Regions from separate parts of the Mus musculus genome. Here region 2 is linked to region 1. Evidence: chromatin contacts called from public HiChIP or PLAC-seq data. All regions are on one chromosome and are shown on one strand. Each heading gives the region's core, a stretch centred on a gene start, on an enhancer-like site or on the middle of the called end of the contact. The rest is flanking DNA. Distances are from core to core; before and after follow the strand shown. Region 1 holds the start of Add2 (adducin 2 (beta)). Region 2 overlaps Tgfa (transforming growth factor alpha).

Region 1 (7,230 bases), core at 1,775-4,274:
TTCTGATTGGGGTTTCCAGAGCTCTTCTGTCCCTGCTCAAGAAGGGCCAGGCATTGTTGGGCTTTCATGGTGACAGCTGACACCACCTCCAATATTTATGTGTGATTGGGTTTCAACATGAGTTTGGAAATTGAACAAAAATGCCTGCAACATCAGTGGGATCTCACAGGCTGCCAGTGCAAAATTGATGTATTTCCTGCTTCCTATCAGATATTTGAACAAGTCCCAAAGCCTTAGGAGAAGAGGGCCACATATTTTTTTTTTCTGCTTTGAAAATGCTGTGGTGGGTTAGGAGGAGGATCACTTTCTGAGTGAGTTAAGGAGAGCTAGTCTCTCCACTTTGTTCTGCCACTTCTGCCTTTGGAAGAGGTGTGGCCTTGCATTTGATATGCGGCTCAGGCTTGTCTCAAATGTGTGGTTTCAATCCTTCAGCAATCCACATGCCTCTGCCCCTGGAGTGCTTGGATCACAGACGTGATCTACAACAGCTAGCTTCTAGTTCTGCTTCAGAACACCCGTTCTTGTTCCTCTGGAAAGTAGAGGCCATCACAAGCTCAGGGGCCAGGGTGCTTAGCTTAGAACCCTGGCTCTGCCATGTACTAGCTGTGTGGTCTTGGATAAATTACCTATCTACTCTGTCTCAGTTTCTCCAGTGAAGAGGAGATGATAATTCTGCCCATCTCTTGGAGGTCTTTTGAGGACTGGGTGAGGAAAATGTTGCATGAAGCCTTTGGATAGTGCTGGGGTCCGAGGAGGGTCTGCTGTTAGTTTGGGGGGGACCAGTGCCCTAAAGGGAGACACTTGAATGTAATAGAGTTGGCTTGAGAGGCTTTAGGAAATGGTCCTTGATTCCCTGTGGAGATTCTGTTGAGGAAGGCAGCCTGGTAGGAAAGGAGCCTGCCTTACCTACCACTTCATGGAATTCTAAAAGGGGGCTCCCAGCTTCCCTGGAGTTCTGACAGGGAACACTGCTTCATACTTGGTTGTGGAACTTTAGACATAGGTACCAGAGAGGCAAGAGTTCACCCCTGTGACTTGCTCTGTTGTCAGATTTCGGCACAGAGTAAGAGAGACCATGACTGCATCTGAGGAAGACACAGAAACGTGTGAGAAGCTGTGGAGGTGGAGGAGGTGTGGGGATCATGGTGTGGGTTTTGGGAGAACTGCAAAGAATCAGTCATCCTGGCATCTGAGCGGCATGCCTGTGGGCTGTTCTGGGCTTGTGGTGGTGGATCTTTGCACAGCGCAGCAGTAGCGGCTTTTGTTGAGAGACTATTCATGTTAATAGTCTCTGCCCACCCCACCTCTCTACTACTGAGTATTTGGACCTTATGTATCTCAAGCAAGCACTCTACCACTGGACGAGCCCTAGAATGGCCATTCTCACAAGCCTGTATACAAAGGAACTACCAGAGTACTTGTTTAAGCTATTTGAAGGACATAGCTTGGTGAACGTTCTGTTTCACTGTAGTACTATGATAAGCACCGTGACCAAAAGCAACCCAGGAAGGAGGAAAGGGTTTGTTTAACCTACACTTCCAGGTCACAGTCTATGAGAGAAGTAAAGGGAGGAACTCAAGCAGGAACTTGAAGGAGAAACCATGGAGAAAGGTTGCTGAATGGGTCAGTCAGGCTCATACTTAATAGCTGGCTTTCTTCTGCAGGTCAGGGTCACCTGTTTAGGGAATTGTGCTGGCTACAGTGGGCTGGGCCTTCCCATACCAATTAACAATCAAGACAATCACCCCACAGACATGCCCACAGGCCAGTCTGATCTGAGCAATTCTTCAACTCTAGATGACTCTAGACTAGTGGTTCTCAACCTGTGGGTTGTAGCCCTCATGGGGGTTGCATATCAGATATTTACATATGACTCATAACAATAGCAACATTATAGTTACAAAATGATTTCATGGTTGGGGGTCATGTAGCATTAGGATGCTTAGAATCATTGCTTTAGATCGGGTCAAAACTCACTAGGACAGTGGGTAGGTGAGATGCTTGCCAGGCAAGCATGAGAACCTGAGACCTGATCCCCAGCGGGATGTGAAAACCAAGCATAGCAGCACACGTTTCTATGTCTGTTCTACTGGTTGACCAGTCAGCCTAGCCAAGATGGCAATTTCCATAATCAATGAAAGATGCTGTAAAATAAGGTGGAATGCGATAGGAACACCTGAGATCAACTTCTCGCTTCTGTACATGCATGTACTCATGTGCACATGCACACATGCCCCCACCAATGTGTACACACATGTCCATTCCTGGACCACTTTCAGAGATTTGGGTACTGTCTGACTGTGTTGGAATCCAAAGGGTTGCTGTTGGGAATGTCAGGAGAGCAGGGCTCTTCTTCAGTGGCTAGAGGTTTTTCTGGAGGCTGAACGTTTTGACAGGCGTATTTCTCAGAGCTTTGGGAGTGACTAACATGGAGTTGGAGGAAACAGGATGGAGGTGTAAGGCCCTGACTGCCTGCAACATCCTGCTTTCCAAGGGCTTTGAAGAATCCTGTCCCAACCATTAGAAAAGGCCCAGGTGACAAATACATTAGATCAGGTCATTTTCCAGGAGAGAACAGGCTCGCAGAGTTATCCTCAAGGTCACAAGGCTGGGGAGTGACAGATCTGAAGATGAATCCTGATTCCCTACTCAGCCACTGGGGTCTCTCCAGGGGAGTAGGGGATAGGGTAGAGAAGTACAAGGGGCCAGAGGAAGCAGAGGCTGTCTAGGTTACAGCAGTGCGCCCCCAGCCTAGTTAAAGATGGGGTCAGAATTAGAATCAGGATCAATCTATCTGGTTTGGAGTTTAGTCATCCAGTTGTCACTAGCTAGCAGCACTGAAAGTTACCTCTCAAAGGCAAGATGTCCTGAGACCCTAAATCAAAATAAAATACACCCCGAGTGTAAACTCAGAGCAGAGTGTGTCTTACTGGGGTTTCTCCTGAGGGACAGGTCCTGCCTTTGGCCCAGGCTGCTGCAGGGCGCGGGCGGGGACGCTGCAGCAAGCCGGGCTCTGGAGGGGGCGCTGCGCACTCGCCCGGCCCTTTGTCATCACGCACTGCTGGGAGCTCACACTTCTTCCAGCCTCCCGCGGGCTCTGGACTTGACTCTGACTGCAGCGCCCGCCTCGGGGACGCGGATCTAGGGCCTTTGTCCCGAGCTGTGGGATGCGCGGGAAGCGCCACGCAGCGGAAGAGCTGTGAGTCCAGGAAGCGGATCCCAGAGTCGAGGAGCGCTGCCCAGCCTTGCTGGGTGAATTTGGGGATGGATGCGAGACCGCAGAGTACGAGGTAGGGCACCAAAGAAGGAACAGGGTGGGCGCCACGGCAGGCGGATCCCCGGGGTGCTGGAGCCACAGAATGACAGCGAGCTCAGCTTCAGCCTGGGAGTGGCTGCGCCCGCGCAGGAGCGGACGCCTGGGTACACCTGCGGCTCTGCGGATCTGTCACATTGAGCTCTGGAGATGGGCCTGCGCGCGGACATGGGCATTCAGGGTCTGTGATGCCTGCTACACCGAGAAGGTGTAGCCTTCTCGGAGAGACGGCCGGGCCGCCGCCCTGCGGGATCCACGCGGGATGTGCGCCTGCCCAGCTAGGCGCTCTGGGGTCCAGATTCATAGGATGCGCCTGCCTGGCTGAATGCAGTGGGGCTGGCAGGGCAGATGGCGCAGGATGGGAGATTGATACCTGGGCACCCAGGGCTTGCGTTTTTATGTTATCCCAAAGCTTTGGGGGTGGAGTAGGGGAGGCCGCTGTCCCTGAGGAGGTACTACCAGCGAGTTCATCTTTAGCGCCCACCTTTTCTTTCTCTTGTGTCTCCTCCCCTCCCCTTCTGCACCCCAGGGAGGAGCAGAGAAGGCCATTCTGGGTCCCGGGTCCAGAAGGCAGGGGTCCAGCAGTTACTTGTTTTGAAATCACAACCACAGCCTGCCAGGTGTTGGGGGAAGGGAGAGGATAGCAGGGCAGGGCAGGGCAGGGCAGGGCAGGCTGCTTTAGGATGCCAGTCAGGCCTGCAACCGGCCTATTGTCTGGCTCTTCAGACACCTTTCCTTTCTACCCTCCATCTCCATCCTCTGCCAGAAGTGAATAGATAAACATACAGAAAACAAGCCTCACCCACACTCTGTCAAATTCTTTAAAAAAAAAAAATTGTCTTTATGACACACATTGCCACCTCTTCATGCCCACTCCTCCTCTGGCAGTTCGTAAGGAAGAACCAAGTGCTTCAAATAAGCTTATAAATAATAGAAATCAAATCTCAGGTTTCTGTGTTAAGATTTCGGACTAATGGGTAAGAAAGGGCTAGTCCTACATCCTTCCTAGAGCAAAGGACAGGAAGAGAGTAGTTTTGACTGCATTGGAGCTGGCTGAGCCTGTCATGTGTTTAACTTGTGCCTTGAACTGTCATTGCATGGGTGGTTTTTAAGTTATGTTTCCCTCATGAAAAGAATACCTGGCCCAACACTTGGAATAAAGGTGCTTGAAATGAGTATGGAAGCAGAAAACAATCAACATGTTAGACTTGCAATGCCCCTTCCTGCTAGCATGTGGATAACATGTCGGAGATTGTAGCTGGTGGTAGAGGGTAGGTCTGTTGAGTAGTTTTGCTCTCTTCAAATCGTTACTTTGTGGTGCTGGAGATGGGACCCTTGAACACACTACGCAGTTGCTGTACCACTGAGCGCCCCCACAGTATGCCTACCTTTTGTCCTTTGTTATGTAAAGTGGACAGATGTTCTTAGTACCTGTGGACCAGGACCTTGCCTAGCTCCCTCTGTCCTCCCTACCTAAGGTACAAGGAGTGACAAACTCTTTACTGTGAAAGAAGCACAATACTTTTTGAAAACCCACAGGCTAATCATTTTCTGATCCAAAATCTACAACAGTTTCGTTGCCAGCCCATGTTCTCTTTTTGTCATCCAGTCACCCAGTCTCATTAGAAGCGAGCTTATCCCCAATACATTACCAAACCATGTACGGGTGCTGTTAGTTCACAGGTTCTGGGCCCGGGGTAAAACCCACTTCAAACATTACTATATTGTTGGAGACAGCAAAACTCAGCTTCTTAAAATTTTTTTTTTTCTTGGATAAGTTCTCAACATGTATGTATCCTAGGCTGGCCTCAAACTCACCATCCTCCTGCCTCAGTTTTCTGATTGATGGGATGTCAGGCTTGCACCACAAGGCTCAGATAAACTGCAGCTCTTTTAAAAGTGTACAGATGGTCAAGTGTGTATGTGTGTATGTTGGCAGAGGATTTGTGTTAAGGTTTTAAATATATATGTGACATGGAAAAGTATATTTATTTAACTCCTACCTTGTTTCACAAGGGATTTGAGTCAGTTTACAAGGATTCATAAAATATAACAAGGTAACCTAGTGTAGAGAAAGGAAACAGGATAGAATTAAAGGCAGCTGAGGAACCTTCCAGAAACCTGGGGAAGGTAGCCAACCAGCCCAGATGTCTGTGTTTTATTTGTAAACATTTGTTTATTCAGTGAATATTCATAAGAAGCTACTAGATGCCTGGTTTGATAAGAACTTTGGAAACAAAGAGGTATGACATAGATGGCCAAGGACTCCACCCTGTTAGCATTTCACAACAAAAGCAAGAAGACACAGAGGAACCTCTCAAATGCATCATTACACGTTGTGATAAGCACTGTCCTAGAAAAACAGAACTCACCATTCAACCAGAATATAAAAAGGACAACTTCCATAGGGAAGCAGGGGAGCAGGGCGGCTCTGTACTCTGGGACAGGAAGACCCCATTTTCAGACACGGCACTTGGGACGAAGCTTTCCATTCTCTCCTTGTCAGGCACAGGGTGAGCTTGGTAGGCTTGATCTGACCTCATGATCTCCCCTGCCCCTGGTGTTCTGTGGTTATTCACATGTCCAGGGATCTGTGTAGTGTCTAAAATGAATCACTTTATCCTAGTGATGATTTTAGCTAATGATTAATAAGAAATGTGTTCCAGGTTGTTTTGGGGCTGGGCTTTGGTTTTGTCAGAGCAGGGCACAGGCCTGATGAGTCAGAGCATGGGTGAAGGGAGGGGAACTTGAGTAGAATGCACAGGGGAGAAAGAGGCTGCTCTGCACAGGGCATAGGTTGGCCAGGCTCAGAGGATCAGCTCCCGATGACTACTGCCAGTGAGAGAGTTATGCCAAGTGCACCTCCCATGACCAGCTTGGAAGCACTTGTTAGTAGCTACGGCTGCAGTAAGAGTGTGATATAGAGGTTGTACCTGTTGATTTTTCAAATAAATGGACTAGATTTCCATTACTGCAGATGGACTGACTTCTGTTAACTGCCTTCTACTCAGGCAAGTGGGTGTGGTGGTGGAAGTAGAGCCCAACTACCTGGTGGTAGAACTTACTATCGTAAGAATTTAGGCCAGTTAATTTGCCTCTTTGTTCTCCAGAACACTCTGATAACAACTAGGGACGAAGTATGATGTTGTTTTCCTAAGAATGGATGAGATTTACACATGGCAGTCTTGGGACACAGATTGACATTCTTTATACTAACGTGACTATTTTTGTTACTGTAAAATGAACTGGCAGCCAGTTTATGTAGGCACTCCAGGGGTGGCTTGGTAGCAGAATTTTAAATTATATCTGATTATCTTCAAGTGGCTGTGTGTTCTGGGGCTATTAGCATTGTTTTGCAGGCGTGCTGAGAGCCATGCCTGAGCTGCTGTTGCCACAGTCAAGTGCAGAAAATGACAGTGAGGACAGAAATGACCAGAGGCATCAGTTTTCCATTGTTTTGCTTTTTTGAGACCTTTTGCAGCATTAATGCCTAGAGTTACCTTGTGGCCCAAGTTAACCTCAACCTGTCCCTCAGTCTGGGATTAGAGGCTTGAGCCACCATGCCCACCTTTCCATTGTTAAAACCAGCAGAACAGTGCTCTAGTTCTCACCAAGGCGCTAGTACTCAAAATCCTATCCGATGGTGTGTGAGATGACTTAAAATGGACTGTTGTACTGTTTGTTTTCTTTTGTTGAGACACAGTTCCCCTGCACTGCTTCCCAAATGCAGGGACTACAGGCATGGACCATCACACCTGGCTTGTTTTGGCATTAAAATTTTTGTTGCATATATTTAGTGTGCCCATGTGATGTATGTGTCAGTGTCATAGGTGCCACAGTGTACACGTCTAGGACAGAAAACAGATAGTGAGAGTCAGTTCTCTTTTTTCCAACACGTGGGCCCAAGGATGGACTTC
Region 2 (7,230 bases), core at 1,542-4,041, 220 kb after region 1:
ATGCTTGCTGCCAAGGCTGCCTACCTGAGTTCAATCCCCAACAACCAACATGGTGGAAGGAGAGAACAGACTTTCTTCCATAAGGAATTCTCTGCCCTCCACATGCCACTGTAGCACATGTGCACCCTGCACACACCAAAAACAGTAATAATTGTGGTAATAGTTTTATAAGGAAACTCAAAAGTGCTGAGGGGATTAGCTGCTGCTGGCATCAGCATGAAGGATTGGCGTAGCTGTGGGATGCGAGAATGAACAGGCAACCTGTGTGCTGGAGCCCCTGGAGAAAGCTGAGAGCAGTGTGTGTGTGTGTGTGTGTGTGTGTGTGTGTGTGTGTGTGAATAGAACCAAAGCCTGTGTGGGGCTGCAGTTTGGAGACTTATCTCTGACTGGATGCAAGCGTCTCAGACTCTTACCCTTCAAGTTACTTTGAGTTTGGGGTCAGATTTCTCACCTCTGATTTCCCCATTACAGCTTAGATTTATGTGGTTCCAAAAGACAGAGTCATGTGTTTGAATTTCTGAATTCTTTTGGGTGTGGACTCTGATCATTCACACTCAAAAACTTGAGTCTCTCTTTTGTTGCTTTGCCTTTTAGAAGGGTTGTCTTGAGGTTGCAGAGGGGACTTAGTAAAAAATTAATTAATTAACTAATTAATAAAAATAATTTTTTAAATGAGCTAAATACCTAATAAAAAATGGAAAAAAAAATAATTTTTTTTTAAAAAAAAGAGCACTAGCTGTTCTTGCAGAGGACTGGAGTTCAGGGCCCATCATCTACACAGCAGCTCACCCATCTATAACTCTAGTTTCCAAAGTCCCCTTCTGACCTCCAAGCTTGGCAGCACCAAGCCCATACATGGCGCCTAAACATACATGCAGGCAAAACACACATACACATAAAAATAAGTAAGTATGTCTTTAAATGAAGGGCCATCACAGTAGAGACTATCTTATTACAGACTGCAGGCAGAAGGGGACTCTTGCATGGTGTGACAGACTGAGCCCCAAAGATGCCTACCTCCAGCCCCTAGAAACTATCACTATGCTACCTCTGTGGCCAAAGGGACTTTGCAGGACCTTGGAAGCAGGATTATTTCGGGTAGATGGTCTGATTGTAGTTTTTCAAGGACCCTTAAAATAAGCAAGCAAGAGAGCAGAGGGCTCGGCGCAAGATGCGACAGGAGCAGAATTGCATCTCAGGATGAAGAGCTCTGGCAACTTCTGAAAGCTGTGGAATGAGCTGGCTGGGCAGTGGCTCACACCTGCTTGACATTCGTGTGGCTTCCAGGATTGTAAGACAATACACTGTGCGGTTTTCAAGTCATTGAATTTGCAATTTTCGTCATCGTGGCAATAATAAATGAGACATGTGGAAGAGAGCAAAGACAGAATTTGAACTTGAGCCTTCTGTTCATCTTAGGTGGTCCTGGTGAGAGACTTAAGGGACTAGAGCCATTGCAGATGGACGGAACCACCTTTCAGGTCTCTCTCTTCACCCTTCAGGCTCCCCACTTGCTCTGGAGTGATGTTTACCCCAGTCTGTGCCTGGCTGTTATGTCACTAATAAGCGTGGGTGAGGCTGAGGAGGAAATCTTAGCTGATTTATCTTGAAGGCATTTTCCTTTTTGGGGTGTGTGCTCAGCTGGCTGACATATTTCACGGATCCTCCTTCCGTGAGTGCTGTGCAGGCAAAGAGGGTGGACATAGCAGGTAAGAGCCACCAGAGCCCTAACAAATGGAGGCCATGGTGTACCTGATCCTGGGTGTAGACCCTTCAGGTCACACATGGTGGTCCTAGATCTTTCTAGAAATGTTTCCTAGAAGAGCCTTCTTGGGCTGGTGAGATGGCTCAGCAGGTAAGAGCACACTGACTGCTCTTCCGAAGGTCCTGAGTTCAAATCCCAGCAACCACATGGTGGCTCACAACCACCCATAGTGAGATCTAACACCCTCTTCTGGTGCATCTGAAATCAGCTATAGTGTACTTATGTATAATAATAAATAAATCTTTAAAGAGGAGGAGGAAGAAGAGGAGGAGGAAGAAGAGGAGGAAGAGGAGGGGAGGAGACAAATTCATATAAAAAAAAGTTTGAGATTCGGGGATGGAGAGATAACTCAGTGTTTAACTGAGAATACTGCTCTTACAAAGGACCTGAACTCCATTCCCAGCCCCCATGTGGGGTGGCTTACAACTGCCTGTGACTTCAGTTCCAGGGCATCCAACACCTCTGGCTGCTCCAGCACCAGCTCTTGAACTCACATACCCACAGAGAGACACAGACACAGAATTTTAAATGATGAAATAAAACATTTTGAAAGGGAAGTTCAAAACTCTAGCATCATCATAGGCCCAAACGGTAGACATGCCAGGTCTCTCAAAGCCATTTGCCTAGAAGAGGGAGTGAGTCCTGCTTGTTCCTTGTCCTTCCTGGCCCACAGGAAACACAGGGGAACAAAGAAGAGCTCTCACTCATTGCCAGGTAATGATATGGACACATTGGAGCTTTCTAATATGTTATAATTATATTTCAATTTAAAAAAATAAAAAATATTTATTTTTTATACTATGCCTTTCCTGGATGCATAGGCACAATTGTCATAATAATTAGTATCCATTACAATTAGAGTTTGAATCTGTTAAATATAAATATATATACACTGTTCTCAAGTTTGTGTCTGCAAGATCAGGACTCTGCTTAACAACGGACTGAATCAGTCTTAGAGCCGCTGTGAACAAATGACTGACGGTTTTCAGCGTTCACACAAAAGCCGAGTGTTTTAATGAGGGAATAACGTGAAAGACACCTTTGTCTTTTGAGCACACTCGTAGCACAAACGGTGATTGAGAAGCAAGTAAGGGGGGTACACAGATAGCTTGTTAGCCCAGCGTGCGGAAAGGGTGTGAAATTAGCTCGGGATGTGAAAACCCCCCACTTTCTACGAACGTGGTTCATACTCTAAAGGAACAGCAAGAGAAATGAAGCCTGGCAGCAGCCACGAGAAGAGGCGGGGAAAGCCAGGCCTTGCGTTCACTAGGACCCTGGGCTCTGACCAGCTCCCATGCCAACCAGCAAAGTGACCTTAGACAAGTGGCCCGACCTCTCCATTTCCTGGTCTGTGAAATGGGAAGATAATACCTGCTTGTCTGGTGATGGTAAGAAGTAGGGCAGCCTGACACAGGCAGCCAGACACTGCATCCCATCCACGCCTGACCTCAGAGGGCATGCCGTTCAGCTGCAAAGATGCCAGAGCCATCCTTAACTGACCATACTCCAACACAGAGCCCATTCATTCCATCCATCCTCTCTCCTTGGCCCCACCTGGGCCAGGTGTGCAGAAGGAAATGTCACGTTCAAGTACTTGTTAAGGCATCCTGTAGGATGGTAGAGTGGCTAGAATCAACGTGATACCAGCTCACTCTCTTTCCCTCTTTCCCAGATCCCTGTGTTGGGTCTCTAGTCTTGTTCCACTCCCTCCTCCTCTCAATCCCTTTGTTTTTCTCTGCCTTGAAACTCCATCAACAGGAGTGTGGGTACCAACCTCCCCCAGACTAAGGCTAGCTTCTATGCACTTCTGTTTTGCAGCATTGAGCCAAACTTGTGGCGGGGACACATATAAGGCCCCCAAGACACAGGCTTCTTCCTTGAGTCTTAAGTGCTCCTTCTCAACACCATGTATAAGTTCAACCTTGTTGTTGCGTATAATGTTACTTGTATGGATATGATTTCAGAACTGACCTCTTTGCAGTGAATAACCCATTTGGGGGCCCCACCCGCTCTCAGCATTCTTTAGTTGCCTGTAGTTCTTTGCCTAAGGTTAGGGTCCCATGAGACTTCCCCCTTCTGTGTGAGCATGTCTGTTGGGCTTGTCCTCTTTGGGTCATGTTTAAAAAACGACATCTTGGTGAGATCTCACAGATGTAGCCTCTCTGACATTTCTAGGAGGCAAAAAACTCACAGCAAACTTCCTGTTCTTTAGGCTGTACAATCTTTCTGCGCCCTCTCTTCTACTATGAACCCTTTTTTATACTTAAGTTTCCCAACTCAGACATGGTGGCCCACACTTGTAAGCCAGGTCCTAGGAAGGCAATGCCAGGAAGGTCCCTGGGGCTCACTGACCAGTCAGCCTGACCTACTTGGAAAGTACCAGACCCCCACAGAAAAGTGAATGGCCCCTGAGGAACAACAGTGGGGCTGTCTTTTGCCTTCCACACTTCCACACTTGCACACACACACACACATACTACAAACAACGCAAAGGGACCTGGTGGGCACTGCTGGAGCTGGAGCTACCTTAAAGAGAGTGAGCTTTTGATCTGTACAGTTGGTGACTTCTGGGTTGTGCCGCTCTGGGAAGTGTGGCTGGGGTTGGGAACACGCACTGGCCATCCGGGTTTTCACTACTTTCCTCCTCCCCTTTCCCATGAACTTACTGGGTTCTGCTGGGGGCCCTGGGAGGCTCCAGGGCTTCATTTGGGAGTCTAAGGTTGGTAGCCTCCAGAGTAGAGCAAGCAATGCTGAGACTTCAATACCATTGGAGTGCTTTTGCTTCTCCGATCTTCATGAATGGCTTGAATTCAAAGGCAACGTGCTAACTCATCTGCATCCATGCACTCTTTGTTGGAAAACCCCAGAAGCAGAGAAAGCCTAGGCCTGGGGAGCCAGCCGATGGAGGCTGACAGGCTGCCCGGGTGTCCGTCCACAGCTCACTGATGAGTTGGAGTTAGAAAGGATGACTGACTCACAGAACCTTGATTATTTACTCTGCACGATGCTGAAAGGCATCGGTGTTTTTTGGAAGTTCTGTCCCTTGGCACAGAAATAAAACCTCCTTTCTAAGCTAGAGAGATTGATGTCCAACTACAGTAAAGGAGGTTGTGCGTCAAAGGAAAGTCTGTGTTCTGAGAGCGAACACTAGACTGTCGCCTCGGCCCAGGCAACCCTAGCACACCGCATGTTATCAGACTAAAAGCCACTACATGAAAATAAAGTCAAGCTTAGAAAACTTACACATAGAAGCGGTCCGGTTCACCAACGCCAGAAAATCGTTGTGTGAAAAAGTTGTTGTTTTTCAAAATGTATTCACGAGGAAATGATGGTGGGGTGGGGGTGGGGGTAATGTTATCTTTGAGCTACGCTGAAGAACAGATTTCAGTGATTTTCATTTTCTCTTCATAAGTTTACTGACACCATATGGTAAAGTTCTATCAGATGGGCTCTTTGTTATGTGTTTGGTTGGTTCTCAGTGAGGTTTGCCGCAATGGTTCACACCTCTTTCTGGGCTTCCATTTATAGTCTGGGGAGGAACGTCTCCTTTATGGTTTTCTTGTTATTGTTTGTTTGTTTGCTTTAATCTATTTATACATGTCCTGAGCCATTGGCTCTCAACCTCTTCTAGACAGTAGACACCCCAAGGAACAAGCTATTGTTCAGGCTACACCTCAGAACAATTAGGTCATTATCCTGGGTATGGGGGTGGACACAGTCCCGTACTTTTCCAAGGTGATGTCTCCAACCTGCCCGTAGCTGAGGCTAAGAAGCAGTGGGCTGGGGGATGTCACATCCCTGACTGTGGCACATGTGGCACTGTTTCTAGAGTGACTAAGAAGTAGTTCTGGGTTGAGGGGACAGCCTGACAGTCTGCACTTCTGACAAGTGTCTAAGCTACAAGACCCACACTGTTCAAGAGAGTGCATAGCTAGACATGAAGCATCAGACACCTCGCAGGCTCTTTGTTGTGCCCTGGCTGCTGTCCTCAGCTATAAACAAATAGCAAAGCCACCAGGGCATGGGTCCTGCTTTTCTCTTCCTATGAGGTGTTTGTAAGCCTCAGAGGGAGAGTCAGTATTCCTCTGACATTGCCTGGTGGCTTTCTTGTCCCTGACAAGGTCTGCACCCTCCAAGGTGGAAGCCAGGGGCCTTCTGGCCTGCAGTGGGATGTGATGGAATGGCCACACAGTGTGGTTCTGCGCTTGGTGGCTGCCAGGTTGTGGGAACTTTCCCAGGAGGCCCAGGGAGCCCAAGTCTCGTGCTTCCCGTGGTGGAGGAGGGATTTTTAGTAAACACTGCGTGGGAAGAGGAATGAAACAGACAGAGAATGAGGTTAAGGAAGGGGTGTGTGAAATGCCAGGCAGAGTGAGGCCAGGACTGCGAGGAGCCGCATTCCAACACCCACCTCTCCTCAGCAGCTGGTGGGAGCAGACACTCACCTGCCGGGGCAGTTCTGCCCTAGGCTGTGAAGCCAGGTCCCATCCCCTGAGGTCAGTCAGGCAGTGCTGGGCACCAGGGCATGCCTGCCTCCTGGCATAGATCTGTGCACAGCCCATCCAGGTACCCTCTCTGGGCCCAGAGGAAGGGGGCAGCTACCACCTCTGTTCCTCACACCCTGCTCCTTTCAGAGGGTCCATGCTTGGTCTGTCTCTTGGAATGGGGAAGTCCATCCTACTCTCTACCTCCCTTGCCCTCTCAGGTCCTAGAGAGATAAATCAAGGCCAAGGTCCCTGAATTAATGAGCCAAGGAACCATCAGGACTGGCCTGGGCTTTCTGTATCAGGCCCTCACTGCTTTGAGTGGGCGGAAGCTGTTGAAGTGCAGCCAAAGATGTTGCTAAAAGGGACAGACTAGGAACCAGCGTAGAGTAGGACACCTGCAACCCCAGCACTCTGTGGGGCTGTGGCAGAAAAGATTACACAAGTTTGAGGCCACCCAGGGATACAAAATGAATTCAGGGCCAACCTGGGGCTATATAGGGAGTTCACGGCCAGTCTGGAATATATATAAGAAGATACTGTCTCAACAAAAGAAGGAAAGAACAGAAGAAAGGGAAGGAGGGAGGGAGGGAGGAGCTATGAAGACTTACTCCAACCCAGCCTTCCCTCACAGCCACTCTCTGGTCAAAAGTCATCTGCCGTTTGTGTTCTTCGGTCACGACAGCTCTCATTAGCCTCCCGGTTCTACTTAGTCCTACACACTGCTACAGAGGGAGACTGAGCCCACATTTTCTGTGCCTCAAGAGCCACATTCCAACCCCCCATCTGTCTCTGAAACAGTCCCTACTGTACAGCCACCTGGACATTCACTAATCCATGCATGCCTACGGGTTTTGCCTTTGCCATGGGGAACTGCTCTGCCCGCCATCTTTGTTTTTGTGACGGGGTCTATGCTGGTCAGTTGTTGTTTGTCAGCTTGATACAAACTAGAGTCACATGGGGAAGGGGAGCGTCTATTAGGAA

What was found. HiChIP or PLAC-seq counts read pairs in DNA pulled down with a chosen protein or histone mark.
Region 2: a contact with region 1 is called in an H3K4me3 HiChIP or PLAC-seq map of embryonic forebrain, with 2.4 times the contacts expected there. The contact joins the enhancer-like site here to the promoter of Add2 in region 1. A contact is called at or near these places in 5 of 39 promoter capture datasets (the 3T3-L1 cell line, the C10 cell line, embryonic stem cells and 1 more) and 2 of 115 datasets of contacts at active chromatin or transcription factors (embryonic forebrain and pancreatic cancer cells).

The regions. Positions count from the first base shown.
Region 1 is chr6:86,025,657-86,032,886 of GRCm38.p6, forward strand. Add2 (adducin 2 (beta)) reads left to right here and starts at 3,025. Exons shown (of 16, transcript NM_001271857.1): 1 at 3,025-3,290.
Region 2 is chr6:86,246,335-86,253,564 of GRCm38.p6, forward strand. The region is part of intron 2 of Tgfa (transforming growth factor alpha); the gene reads left to right. Among named protein-coding and RNA genes, the nearest start is that of Tgfa, 55 kb to the left of the region's middle. Within about 2 kb of position 2,792, at least 31 of the 459 cell types and tissues checked have an H3K27ac peak or open chromatin away from gene starts, as enhancers often do. A contact at or near this core is called in embryonic forebrain, where this site is marked.